Regions from separate parts of the Sus scrofa genome. Here region 1 is linked to region 2. Evidence: chromatin contacts called from public Hi-C data. All regions are on one chromosome and are shown on one strand. The core of a region is the stretch at or near the end of the contact, and the rest is flanking DNA. Distances in the headings are between cores, read along the strand shown. Region 1 holds the start of LOC110260072 (bcl-2-binding component 3-like). Region 2 holds the start of RADIL (ras-associating and dilute domain-containing protein).

Region 1 (7,275 bases), core at 1,078-3,577, 280 kb after region 2:
CCCCTCCCCAAAGGCTCTCTTTGCGTGGGCGCTCCCCTCCCTTTCTCTCCACCCCCCGCAAAAAAAAAAAAAATCAGAGCAGAAAAAAGGATTAGATCGGCTGAGCGCGAACTGACTCCCTCTCGATTCTGACATTTCAGCCTATTAGCATTTCTCCACGGGGCCTTCTGAAACCTATTAAAGTGTAATATTAAAAACCTCTTGGCTGGGGGCTCTCTCGCCTTCCATCCGCCGCGCCCCCTCCAGGGAGGGCGAGACCGGGAAAAAAAAAAAAAAAATCTGTTGAGCTCAGAGGAAGCAGCAGCCAAGCCCAAAAAGTGCTTGGCTGGCCGCGGCGGCCGGAGGGGGAGGGGAGTCCCAATCCCCCAGACTTTGTACTTTTATTTTGCACTTTCAGCAAAATCCTTTCTGGGCTGAGTCGCCGGGAGCTGCCCGCGGCAACCTACTTGGCCGCGGGCGCAGAGTGCGGACGCGGTCGGAGGGGCAGTCCTGGGGGCCCGCACCCTCTCTCCGCAGCCCCACAGGGACCGGTGCCCGGCTAGGCATTACCTACCCTCAGAGGGAAGCCTGGAGGGGCAGAAATCCTTGCCGATCCTGCCTCGGAGAGCAACCGCGGTGATTAGATTTTAATTAAAACAAGAGAAGCCCGCTCTTTCGCCCCGCGCTGCGGACTCAGCGTTTTGGCATCGCTTGTTCTATTTTTTTTCTTTTTTCCTCCAATCCATTTTTAAGGCAACTTTTCTGGGAGGGAGGGAAAAATGAGCTAGTTAAGCGCCAATTTTTTCTATTTTCTTTCCTCCACTTTTAGAAAAAGAAGGGGGGGTAGGCTTGGAGAGCGAACTGGGGGTGTCTAATTTAATTCCAGTATAAATTTGAGGAAAAAAGTTCAGCCTCTTGAGGGCAGTTTCAAGTTGCCCTTTCTGGAGCCTCCCGCGCTGGTTTCTAGGCTGCCCTCTTTTGGAAGCTGGAGCTCCGCGGGGGGGGGAGGGAGGAGTGTGAAGGCAAGAAAGGAACGAAAATAGCCGGAGCCGAGGGGAACGCGCGGCGGAGCGGGGCGCGCCGGTCTCAGTGGCTGCCGGGGCGGCGGGAAGCTCCCGGTGCAGCCCCGGGACGGCCGGGAGCAAAGACCGAGAGGAGAGGGGGGTTAGAGAAAGGAGGTATTGTGTCTGTGTGCCTTGGGGGAGGGGGGAGTGACTGCAAAAATAAAGTAAATGCAGTTGAGCTGCTCGAGGCTGCTGAAAGCCTAGGCAGGGGAAGGGGCCGAGCGCGGGGGCGCAGCGCGGGTGAGCGCCGAGCGTCCTTGAGTCTTAGCCAGAGGTCTTTGTAGGTTCCTAGTAAACCCTCCCACGCCCGAACCCCCATCGCTCAATATTCAGCCCCCAGACCCTGATCTCCCACTCTGTTTTCCCCGCCCCGGGATCTGGAATGTTTTTGTTTAATATAGCTCAAGGAAAAAAATAGGTGTGTTGAGAGAGTTGGGGTGGGGAATACAAAGGGCTTGTCGGGTGGAAAAAAACAAAAGCCTATTTTTATAAATGTTTAATGTTGTCACCCCTGGATGCACGAAGACGCCGTAATTGTGGCGGCGGGGTTTGTGTGCCATAAATCATTTAGTTGCTAATAAAAATTCTGCCTGTTTGCCCTGCATTTGCCAATGAAATGGCGTTTGCATTTCCAAGGGTGCGCCTAGTCTGCGTGGCAAACCGAGCCTGCATTTCATTAGGGCAGAGGTTGGGGCAGGCGAAGCCCCCTCCCCAGCCCGTACCCCGGGCCTTTGTGGGCCGCGGCCCCCTGGTGCCGCCCTCCCCGCGCACACCTGCATCCGCGCGAGCCGCTGCGCGGCCCTCCTGCCAGAGCCCGGCCGGGGCGCCGGGCCTGGGAACGCGGAGATGGCGGTGGTGGCTCCAGGTTCCCGGCTGCCTGCCGAGCGGGGCTCGCAGGACGGACACTGCCCCCCCGCCCCGCCCGGTGCTCCGAGCTGCCGCGGGTGTACGGGCGCGAGCCGGCCACGCCGCGGAGCCGCCCTGCCGGCGCCCAGCTCGTTGCCCCCCTCCCGGGCGGCGCGCGTCCCGGTGCCCGCGGTCCCCGGGTAAACAGCGGCCGGGAGCCATCTTGGGGCGGGGGACGGATCCCAGGCCGAGGGATGGGCGCAGCCCAGGCTCCTTCCACGACGCCACCGCTCGTATGGGCACTCCTAGCCGGGCTTCGGTGTCTGGGGAAACACCCTCCCCGCCCTGGTGGCCGCGCACTCGGGAGCCGCGGGCCGGGGCGCCGGGCGCGGGGCCGCTCCCCGCCGGCGGCCCGCAGTCTTCCCGGCCCCGCCGCCATCTTCCCCCTCCCCCCGTCCTTGTGTTTACTCGGCAGGATCCTTGGCCAAAAAGACTGTTGACGCAGTGTGTATCTGTGTGTGTTTTGTACTGGCGGGCGGAAAATCGGCTGAAGGGCGGGGAACCTCCTTGCAACCCAAACCTCAGTTCCGGAGAAGCCTCCCAAGCCAGCGCTGCGGTCCTGGGCCATCCTGGGCCGCCAGGGTCCAGGCTTTTTGTATGTTCGTTCCTAGGCCTCCAGCTCCGTGGACGCGGCCTGACTGACCAAATTCTTCCCTTTTGTTTTCCAACCAAAGGACAGGCCAACCTTGGACTCCGCTTTCCCGGGCTGCGCCTTTCTGGCGCGGCGGCAGTCCCCCGCGCCTCGGTCAATCCTGCCCGACTCAGGGAACCCTGGTGGCGCTGGCCGATCGGACCCGTTCTCCCCCCCCCCCGCCCCCTCCTCAGAAAAGAAACCAGCATCGTTTCCTAGCCTAGGACACCCGAACCACCTCCACCCAAACCTCCTTTGCCCGTGGAGACGGGAGTCCCCACACGCCGCCAGCCCCTCGGCGGAGGGAGCCCCGGGTGCCAGCTCGGGAAGCCGAGCGCCCCGGTCTTGCACGCGCAAGTTTCCAGGTTCCAGGTCCGGCAACCAGGGAGCTCCTGGTCCGGGTGCCTCTAAAACCCGGAGAGGCTCCGCCTGGGAAAGCCAGGCTCACCATCCCGCTTGATCGGACTGGCCCAGCCACGACTGGGCGCTGAGCCGAGGTCCGGCCAGTCCAGCTGAGATTGGTCCCCACTCGCCAGGAAGACGAAGGACGCGGCGCCAGAAAGCCGCAGGGACAGGGCGCGAGGCTCTGCCCAGACCCAAGCGCCCCGCCGCCCCTGGCAGATCGCGGCAGCTCTCGGCCCCGCCTCCGGCCCCGGCCTCTTCCCCCCGGCCGGGTCGGGTCTTCCACTCCACTGTTTGGCTCTGAAGGGACAGAGAGAGACACTCCGTGCTCAGGGGGCTGGCTGCCGCCATAAATCTCGGCGAGGGGGAGCCCTCTTTAGTGCTGCTCACACGCGGGTACTCCTGGTTGACCCCAGGTCCAGGACGGCGCCAGGTGCCCTGCTCTCCTGGTCAGGGCCTGGGAGCCCCACGACTGCACAGGGAGTCGAGCCAGAAGCTTCCCTGTTCACCAGACAGAGGGAAAAGCCTTGCCCACTCAGTGCCACCATCTTCCATACCCGCGGCCACCAGACTGAGGCGGCCTGGGCCTCATCGGATCGCTGCCTGGGGTAGGGGCACCCGGGCCGGGCACTCGCGCTCAGGAAGGCTAGGTGAGGCTGAAATGGGTGGTGGCCACCCGCTGGAGCCCAACTCCGGCTCTGCCTGCGCCATCGAGAGGCAGCGCCAGGGTCAGCGTCAGAACGGCAACTCGGAACTCCACCTGCCACCCCTCTCTGCAGACCCAGCTGTAATTCCGGGGTGACGTTCTGCCCTCGGAGCCCTCGGTGGTGCACCAGGCGCAGAGGGGGACCTTTTTCTGCTGGACCACGCTGGGTGTCTGCAGGCACCTGGCCTGGAGGCAGGGGCTTATCCGGTTCCCCATCGGGTACCAGCCCATCTTCTCCTCCGCCCAGGGATATGCTGGGCTTTTCGCTGTCTGGTCCTGGTTCGGTGCCTCGTCAGCTACCCACTTTGGCGCAAATAGGCAAACCATCCAGTCTGGCACTGGCAGCAGCTTGGTTGGGGCGATATTCTTTCTATCCGAGACCGGAGGTGTTGGGGGGGGAGCAGAGATGGCGCGTTTGCAATAATAACATTTAATGTCCCCAGCACTGTTTGTCTCTCTGCCAGGGGGTAGGGGAACAGGCCTTCACACTGGCGCCTGCCCTGAATCAGCCGAGTGAGTGGTGCACGCGATGGGGACCGTCCCCTCCGGGCAACCGCCCCTGCTCGAGACTTGGGGTGGGGACAACCTCGGAAGGGGTAGGCATTCACCCCTCCTGGGTGCCTCCCGAGAACCTCACCGTGCCAGTGACACGACTGCGGACGGGCACGTGGCAGATGTCGGAGGCGGAGGGTTTGGAAACCTCGCTCGGAAACTCTCTGCCGAGCTGTGGCTCCTTCCTCGGATTTCTAGAAGCACAATTAGAGGGACCCAGGCGGAGAATCTGAGCACTCCCCTTGGCGGCGGGAACGCAGCCTGGGAGTGGAGAGGCTGCCCAGCCGCATTCCGGCCGTGCCTCCCCCCGAGCCCGGCCCCGCGGCGCCCCAGGAAGCGCCTCCGAAAACAAAGCGCTGCGGTTTCAGCCCAAGGTTAAAGTCCACCGTGAGCTTATCCCCCCCACTCCCCCGCCCGGAATCCAAGAGCGATAGAGTTTCTCCAAATAAACTGCCAATAAATCAGCACGGGGGCCGCCTGCCCAGGAGCTTCGCTGACCTTAGGGAATGGATTTCCTGCTAGACCCGGCAGAGGACAGGCCTGGGGAGGGGGCCACAATGCCAGCAGTGCCCCCCTCCCGAGAGCAGCGGAAGAGGGATTGGCCAAGGGCAGTCGTGGGCGTTTATCTCGGTACCTGTGTACCCAGAGGGGATGGGGTGGCGGTGGTTCCTGGGGGGGGCTGGCAGTGCCCAGTTGTAGGGGGTGTTGCTGGGGGAGAGGGTTGCTTTGGGGGAAGCGGAGCGCGTGTTCGCTGAGCCCCGAGTGTCCCCACACTATTCTAGGCACTGGGGAAGAGACACGGGGGACAAGCAAGGCTTCTTTGAGGGCCGTCTTTGTCTGGGTGCGCCTGGGTGTGTTTGCAAGCGAGTTTGTGCGGCTGTGACTAATGGGATTTATGTATGTCAGTGCCAGGGTGACTAATGGAGGGCTTGGCAGCACGTGTGTTGGAGGAGGGGTGTGCCTGCAGGGGGAGGGGCCCTGTACCTCGGTGGGGGGAGTCAGCGCCCCGGGAGGCAGGGGGGTCGCCCAGAGGTCCCCTTCTGCTGCTGCTGCTGCTGCTGCTGCTGGTTCCCAGCTTTGTTTGGGCCTCTGAACCCCTGCCTGACAAGCCCATGCATGCTGAGAGTTCTGGAGCAAATTCCACTGCCAGCCTGGCCCCCAGAGGCACCTCCGCCCCTTCCCACTGCCCCGACGACCCACGGGCCCCTGCACATCCAGCCTGCCCCACCCCCTCCCACAGCCAGCTCCCTCTCTTTCAGTCTGCAAATTCCTGTTGATGCAAACCCCCCGCCGCCACCCCCCCCCCTTGGTTTGGGCAGGCTCGGGCAGCCCTAGGTACTGTCACGCCCATTTAACCGAGGAGAAAGCAGAGATGCAGAAAAAAGCAACAGTGGGCTCATGCAGCCCCGCCAGCACCCCTGGGATCCCTGACCAAGACTAGCTCAGAGAAGGTAATCCAGCCTGTGCCACCCCCTTTCCGGCCCCTGTCCCCCTTCTCCAGGGGCCCTCTCCTGCCCTAGTCTGGAGGGGCAGCAACAGGGGTCAGGGGTTAATGGGAGTCCATGTGGCCTGGGCCTGGTAGGGGCAGGGTGAGGTCACGATGTCCTAGGGAGCCTGGCCCGCCTTTCCAGCTGGGAGGGCGGAGCGTGCGGTCAGAGTTCCAGACGGACAGACAGACGGACGGCGCTCGGCTCACACACACCTGGACGAGCCTACGCTCCATCACCCTCTGAGGCTCCTGGTTTCCGACAACACACACACCCCAGTCTCCGGGTGTTCTTTCTGCTTCTTGCATACGCATTGTGTGCCACACGTCTGTGCCCTGCTGCGGACACACTGGGTCCAAAGGGTCCCTGGGGGCCCTAGGTCACCCAGGCTGGGTGACAGTAAGCAAGCCAGACAGGTTTCTGCCCAGCCCTCCATCCTCCGTGCTCCCCACTGGTGCTCTGTGGCCCAAGGTGTCATCTTCAGGGAGGGACAACAGGGCCTCACCCTTCTTCCCAGGCCTCCCTCCTGCCCACCCACACCCCCCCCCCAGGCTCCCAGGATGTCTCCCCACCCCCATTCTCACACGCCTCGCTCACTCTGCACCCCTTCCCCCCCACTTTTTTCTTTTAAGATCCTGCTTTGGCATTTTCTTTCAAGCAGAAAATAAAAACATTTCCCATGGCTACAGCTTTGAAAGCTTCCCTCTCCTTCTTGCCTCTCTCTGGCCCCCACCCCCACATCAATCCGTTTCCAGAGTCAGCATCAAGTCAAAAACAAACCCACAAAGATCAAACCTGCCAGGCCCCCCTTCCTGCGGCCCTCCACTCTCTCTGCAGGTCTCTCTCCACCTTGGAGAGAAGCAGGAAGCAGCCCCCCCACGCACTCACATACTTTCTTGGGCCACAGGGAGTCTCAAGAACCTTCTAGAGCCACCCCTGCCAGAAAGGCCTGCTTATACCGTTCCTTCTGCTGGAAATTGGTGGCTTCTCTCTCCCCTGTCCAGCCCTGCTCACTTGACTCTTCCTCTGAGAGGCCACTGTGTGTTGAATTCCCCCCAAAATTACTGTGCTCAAGTCCTGACCCCCCAGTACCTCGACATGGAGCCTGATGAGGAAGTGCGGTCTTGGAGCTGTAATTCGTTCCCATGAGGTCCCGGTGGAGTGGGGGGGGGGCCCTCATCCAACCAGACTGGCATCCGAGAAGTGGGCCACAGAGGCAGCGGCCTGGAACACGTCCTCCTGCACGGCCCTCAGGAGGAACCAACTCTGGCCTCCTCTCCACTGGGGCTTCCAACCCTTCAAACTGAGAGATGACACTTGTCTGTTTGAGCCACCCCGTCTGACCCGCTGTTATCGCAGCCTGAGCAAACTCCTGCACCATCCCAGTGTAGGTGCCAGCAGGAAGCACACATGAGCAGAAGCGGGAGAGTATCTGGACGGGGTGACTCAGGGCAGCCCAGCCAGCAGAGCCCCAGGGGTCAGGACCACTCGTCTCCGGAAGCTGGTTTATCAATCAGAATGGGCTAGGTTATGCTGCAGTGACGAAAA
Region 2 (6,623 bases), core at 2,391-4,890:
GGAGGCAGCCCGCCCTCTGTCCCGCCACACCGGAGAAGAGTCAGAAAGGACTCTCAGTACGAAAGGCCCCGTCTCCCCAAACTCCATTCCCTCCCACGCCACAGCCCGCGCCACAGAAAATTCCTCACAACCACGCCAAGGAACTAAGGAATCCCGCAAAGCAGCAGCCACAGAACAGAGAAGGAGGTGACCAGGCATTTAAAACACAAACCACCCCAAAATGCTGCTCCTTGCTGACCGGGCCTGCCCAGGAGGAGCCACTGCCCTGGGATGGCAGCACTGGAATGGACACGTGACCACAGGGGACACAAAAGGGCTCTTCCAGAAGCAGGGGAGGCATGGCCGGAATGCATGCGTTCCACCCACCATGTCCAGCCTGGCACGTGGGCCCTGGCCAGGCCGGAGAGGCAGTCTTGCTGGGGGAATCAGAAACCAGCTCTGGGACACCGCGGTGCGTCGAGTCATGATTCTAGGGCCCGCAGTGCTCCGACGGCCGGGAGATCCAAAGCGAGGGTTCCTCAGACGCCCCGAGGCCCTGTGGGAGCAGGAGGGCAGAGTCAAAGGAAGATGTCTCCGCTGCACAAGACATAAGGCTTCTCAGCCAAGCGGGTGGAGCCTGAAAACCGCCCTTCTCCCGACTCTGCACCCCACCTCCAGGCAGAGAGACCAAGGAAGCAAGGTCCACTTTCTAGAAGGTTCTGGAGACAGTGGCCCAGGTCCTGGTGGAACCAGCACTGGGCACCTGCCATGTGACAACCGTCAGCACTAATTTCAGTTGCGGTTCTATCTTCCACTCTGACCCACTCATGGTCAGGGGCCCTGAGAGGGGCCGGGGACAATGACGGGGACCACCCAGGGCAGGAGAGGTGACCAGGGAGCCCCCCAGAGACCAGGACCCACAGGGCAGTGTCCCAGCCTCTGACACTGGCACTGAGCTGGGCTCCTTCCCGCTGGCCACCCGGGCCTTGGTGGCCCCCCTGAAGCCTCCCACCCCCGCCAGTATCAGCCAGCGGGCCTCCCGGGAGGACCCTGAACCTTCAGAATGTGCCCGACAGCTTCACCACCAAAGACTGGGCTCAGGGCACTGCCTTCTGCCCGGAGGGTGGTGGGGCGGGGGGCCACTTCCTGTGCCCGCGGCCTGGCTCCCCGTTCACCACTGCGCGGGGCCTTGTACTTTCTGAAGAGTCAGCTTGCTTCCAGCAGCCACGTGTCCTGAGCACAAGGACCACACGAGGGGCTCCCCGGCTGTGGCGAGTCTGGCTGTGGGGAGACCCTCCTCGGAAGGCTGTTTCTCCCCTGAGCGCGCGAGTCGCCCTGTCAGAGGCTGAGGAGCCCAGGGCTGGATCTGGCTGCCCTCGGGCCTGTCGAGGGCCCGGAATGAACTTTCGACACCACCACCTGGGACAGCCTTCACACGACAAGGCTTTGGGTCGCACACATCAGCAGCTTCAAACCCCCCGAGCCTTCTGAAAGTTACACGACTCGCCTCCAAAGCTTCCAGCATGTGCCTCTGGCCACCACACATTCCCAGTGGATGTGACCCCTCCACAGACACTTGGCTCACGTCCAGCACAGCCCCCCCCGCCCCAGCATCTGGCTGTGGCAGCCAGGCAGCATCTGGCTCAGAAACCTCCACCTTTGGAGACGATGCTCCAACGTGAATTCACACACAAGCTGAAAATGGCAGAAACTGGGTCTCTGCAGTAGCCCCCTTCACAGGAAAGTCACCAAGTACACACGGGGGTTTAAAAGGCCCGCAGGTGTAAGGGAGACGTGACGTGCCATTCCGCGCCTAGGGGTGGATTCTTACAGGTCCCGTAAGGTCTGAAAGCTTAGACGATTCTGCTTTAATGAAGAGAGAAACAGAGAATGACCATTCACCGCTGCTTGGTCCCCTCCCGCGGCCGTGGAAGGGAGTCGCCTCCCTCCTCTCCTGCAGCCTCCTGTGCTGGATCCCAGGGCAATGTCGGGAAAAGGGGCCAGAGCCTGTAGGAGAGACCGACTCATTCCCTTCCAGTAACTGCTCCTTAAGCCCCAACAAGGCCCAGGAAACACGGACCCTGATCTGTCGGATCGATTTTATCAGGAAGCTCTCTTCCCCTCCTGGTCATTCTGTGGCCATTTTCAGAGAGCAACCACGGACAGTGGCCAGCGGCTCGGGCAGGCCCTTCCGCCACCGTCACAGAAAGCAGAGTACAGCCTGTTTGTCCAAATGGGACAGATGCGTCCTTGCAGAGGGCGAGAGGAGCCTGCTGAGCGGGGCCGGCTCTGCGAAACCAGATCTGTTTTTCTGGACACATGACCTGCCTTTTCCTCTTCTGCTCAGTTCTCTCCTCTTTCGCACAAATACCGGGGAAACACGGGCTGGAGGCGGTGGGCTGCAAGCTGCTGCTTCCCCTGGAGAATGTTTTCCTCTTGTTTGCAAGGAAGAGTCCAATTTCTGATGAAAACAAGCTCGAGTCACAGCAGCCAGGGCAGAGAGTGAGGTCAGTGTGGGGCTGAGCTAATGGGTGGAGGGACACGGCCGTTCCAACACTGCAACGTGGGATCCATTAGAATTTCCACCAGGGCAGGAGGGGACGAGAGTAGAGTCACGCAGGCTGGGCCTTACCCCCACCGGCCAAAACGCGCACTCGACAGCGCCAGCCAGAGCCGTGCTTTTAAACACAGATATTATTTAATCAGACTTAATTCTGCCATGCTAGCCTCTTGACAGGGGGCTTTTTCTGCCAGTGGGATTAAGGACTGGCTCCTCTCTGGAATGCGGACCAGGCGGCCTGTGCCAATGGGAGACACCTGTAACTAACCAGAGGCACCTGTAATCACCAGCGGGCGGAGGACTTGGGAAATTCTTTTCAGCAATTCAGATTAACCAAACACTTGACCAGGTGCTGGGAGTTGCCAGGGCTGGGTGTGAGAGCAGCCTGGGTCCCACGTACCCACTCTCTAATGGGAAATAAGGGAGTTTTCTGCGTGGGCCCCCCAGGATGCACTGTTTGTCAAGGGGCTGGAAATGGTACAGAAATAGCTGGGAGACAATGCTTTCAGCTGGCACGCGAGTGGGGAACAGCGCTGCCGTGTGAATAGGGAAACCAAGACAGGCCGTGGGCGGGGGGGATGTCACGCGGACCCCGGAAAGAGGGTACGGACTCCTGCGCCCTGTGCCCGCCTTGCAGACCCCCCTCCGTGGGGGCCGCCAGAGAAACTGAGGCCTGGGGGAACCCCGCCGTTGGGGGGCCCAGGCTCCGGGGGCCAAAGCGGGTAGTGGCCGGAGCTGACCCCCTGGAACCCCCATGTAGCCGGTCTGCGGGTTCCGCCCCCCGAGGCCTCGCCCGGGCCCCGAGAGCCGCCTGTTTCCATGACAACCGAACAAGCCTGGGCTGGGTGGCAAGAAAGATGCCCCGTGCGGGGCTAGCTGCCCCAGCGCGCGCCCCGCGGCCTCCCGGCCCGGCCAGCCTCCGCGCCCCGGGACCCCGGCCGCCACGGAGCGACCCCCGCCGCCGCCGCTCCTCGCGCACCCCGCACTCACCTCCAGCACAGCCCGCCGCCGCCGCCGCCGCCGCCGCGTTCCGGCACGGCTCCCACACCCGCCGTTAGCCGGAGCCAGGGCTCGGGACTCGCGCGTGGCGCGCCTCCTGCCGGCAGATCAACGGCCGGGGCGGGCCCTCTTGGGGCGGGCCCCTGTGGGCGGGGCCAGTGGGAGGGCGTGGCCCGCGGCGAGAGGCGCGCGGGCTCCTCCTGCGCCCCCCAACAGGTAGGGCGGGGCCTTTGGAGGGCGGGGCCTCCGAGGGACGTGCTGCAGGCCCAATGAGATGACACCTCGGATGAGCCCTCGAGGGAATGGAGCATCTGAGCAACAAGGCGGGACGAGAAGAGACAGTCTGGGCCCAGGGTGATCCGGCCGCCATCCAATGGACCGAAAGGGAGCCTGGAAGGGGCGTGGCCTAGGGGAGGGGCGGAGCCAGGGGATGGGGCTGAGCACGGCACCACCTGCCAAGCAATTAATGGGTGTGGACTTGCCCTCCAAGGCAAGGAAGGGAGGGGCCTGTGCAGGAGGGGCGGGGCTCCCCAAGCTCCTGGGCCAAGTGCTGGCCTCGGGCAAGCAGTTTCTATCCCACCTCCTATTCCCTTGGCTTTGAAGGCCAGGAAAAAGAGGAAGCTGGGTAAGGCAAGCGCTCATCGTTAGGGGGCGGTACAGAGCTGTGACTCCGATATATGAACGTTCGAAACATGGAAAGAGGACAAGGGTGGCAGGTTCCGTTTCCCTACATTCTGTCCCCCACCCACCAGCGTCTTAAATGACAAATCAGATCGTGGCACTCTTGTGCTTAAAAGGATGCAAAACGGGGCCAGGCCAGCTCCAGGGCTCTGGCCCAACCGCCCTTCTCGGGTAACTTGTTTGAAAAGAAGCACGTGTCCTTCGAGCTCGCTTTGGCCCCAGTCCTCCGGCTGGGGTTTCATCTTGGAGAAGGGCTGTTCACAGCTCCCTTTGTACCGCGCTGCTCATGCGCTAGACCTGGGGGATTCACGTGGCCTCGGATATGAATTCGGACCTCGGGAATGCACCTGCTTGTTGACAGCTATTGGGGTACCAAGTTTTATGGCGCTGACCCCGAATGTGCAGTGGAGAAAGTGGGGAGGAGGGAACAGACATTTGTAGACCACATAAAATATATCAGACCCTCTCATCTAAAGCTCACGTCAGGGAGTTCCCCTTGTGGCGTAGGCTGGCAGCTGTAGCCTGGGGACCTCCATATGCGGCAGGTGTGGCCCTAAAAAGCAAAAATAAATAAATAAAATAAAGCTCACATCAGCTCCTGTGAGGCAGATGTCATTACACCCATTTTTCAGAGGGGAAAACAGAGCCTGAGAGAGGTCAAACTGCTAGAGGTAGGGCCAAGAATTGAGCCTGGGACTCTGTGATTAAATGGTATCCTTTTCAAGACTCTCCACACCCCCCCACTCCTCATCCCCCCCCCCAAGAGGCAAAGATGGAGCTGGAAGGAGAGCCTGGATTTCAACCTGTTTTCCTCCCACGATCCTGTCCCAAATCCTTCAGCAGGGGTTGGCCAACTACCACCTGGGGGCCAAAGTGGAGCTGTTGTTTTCGTAAATAAAGTTTTCTTGGAACACAACCCCACCCATTTGGTTACATATTGTCTAAAACTGCTTTCATGCAACAGACTTTACAGCCCCAAAGCCTAAACTATTTACTCTCTGGCCAGTTACAGAACCACGTGCAGGCCCCTGCTCTTCTAGATGTTGTGATGCCAGCTACACCATTCCTCCCGGGTTTCACCCTTCTCCGTCTTTGCTCAGGCCCCTCTCTCTGCCTTCCGTCCCCTTTTCCCAACTGCATGCGTCTGCTCAGGCTGCCCTAACAGGGTAACACCGACTGGGGGCCTAAACAATGGAAATTTATTTTCTCACAGTTCCGGAGGCTGAAAGTCCGAGATCAAGGAGCCAGGAGAGCTGATTTCCTCTGAGGCTTCTCATCTTGGTGTGTAGACGGCCGGCGTCTCCCTGTGTCCTCACACACCCTTTGCTGTGTGTGTGTGTTTGTCCTCATCTTCTCTTATAAGGACACCAGTCAGACCGGATTAGGGTCCACGGTAATGACCTCATTTTCATTTAATCTCTTCCTTACAGGCGCCATCTCCAAATACCGTCCCATTCTGAGATGCTGGGGGCGAGAGCGTCAGCACATGGCTTTGAAGGGATGCCAGCTGAAGCTCTGGCCCCCAGCATCTCAGAAGGCTGCCACCTTCCTCTCATTAAAACCCAACCCCGCTATCATCTCCTGACCATTCTCCTGACCCAGGGGTCCTTCTCCGTCTCATAACCTGTCTTATTTAATTCATAATTTGGAGTGCCCGGTGTGGCCTTTATCACTATGTATTTGTGTATTTAACACACACTAGGATTTGAGTTCTGTAAAGGCAGGTACCTCATCTGTCTTCTTTACTGCTTACTTGGCACAGAATAGGGGCTCCATAAATATTTGTTATACGAATACACAAAAGCATGAATGGATTTCCACCCGTCTCAACCTCTCACTCCCTGCCTCAGCTGGAAGCTTCTCAAGGGCACGTACTACATCTTATTTATCTTTTATTCCTGCACCTAGCCGGTGGTCGCAAAACAACTTTTTCATCTGTGAGGTTAAATCTGTAAAACTATGGGACAAAAACAAATGTTGATATGCCCCGCTGTGGCCACCAGAGGGCGGCAGAGTCCTGAGACTCAGTGTGGAGGGGGGCCGTGGGTGACCCACCATCCCAAAGAAAAAGCATCTGGTTAAGGTCAAAGGGAAGTTCCCACCGGATGGCGGGTCTAGAGGGAAGGAAAGGTGGCAGCAGGCACAGGGAGGACGTCAGATCCCAGTCTTTCCTTCAGAGAGGGTTACAGCCCCATCCCTAGAAAGGGGGTGGTGCCAGGTGCAAAGAAATGGTTTAGTGCTCAGATTCCATTCCTGACGAGCTCAGCACAACCCATAATAGCAGTGCTTCTGGTCTGGTCCCTCCCCTGTAGTCTCAGCCCCAAATTCTGCATTGTTATATCTCTTCCCACCTTGAATGATGAGCAACTATCAGCGGACAATTAGCACCTCCTGGCCCTGATAA

The links. A called contact is a pair of places that touch in the nucleus more often than the background predicts.
Region 1: a Hi-C map of liver shows a contact between it and region 2, with 3 times the contacts expected there. The contact joins the promoter of LOC110260072 here to the promoter of RADIL in region 2. A contact is called at or near these places in 3 of 47 Hi-C or Micro-C datasets (heart right ventricle, liver and skeletal muscle).

Annotation. Positions count from the first base shown.
Region 1 is chr3:3,997,081-4,004,355 of Sscrofa11.1, forward strand. LOC110260072 (bcl-2-binding component 3-like) reads right to left here and starts at 2,328. Exons shown (of 7, transcript XM_021087964.1): 1 at 2,250-2,328; 2 at 1,766-1,875; 3 at 447-549. The coding sequence starts at 2,328.
Region 2 is chr3:3,712,499-3,719,121 of Sscrofa11.1, forward strand. It overlaps RADIL (ras-associating and dilute domain-containing protein), which reads right to left and starts at 3,641. Exons shown (of 16, transcript XM_021086022.1): 1 at 3,530-3,641.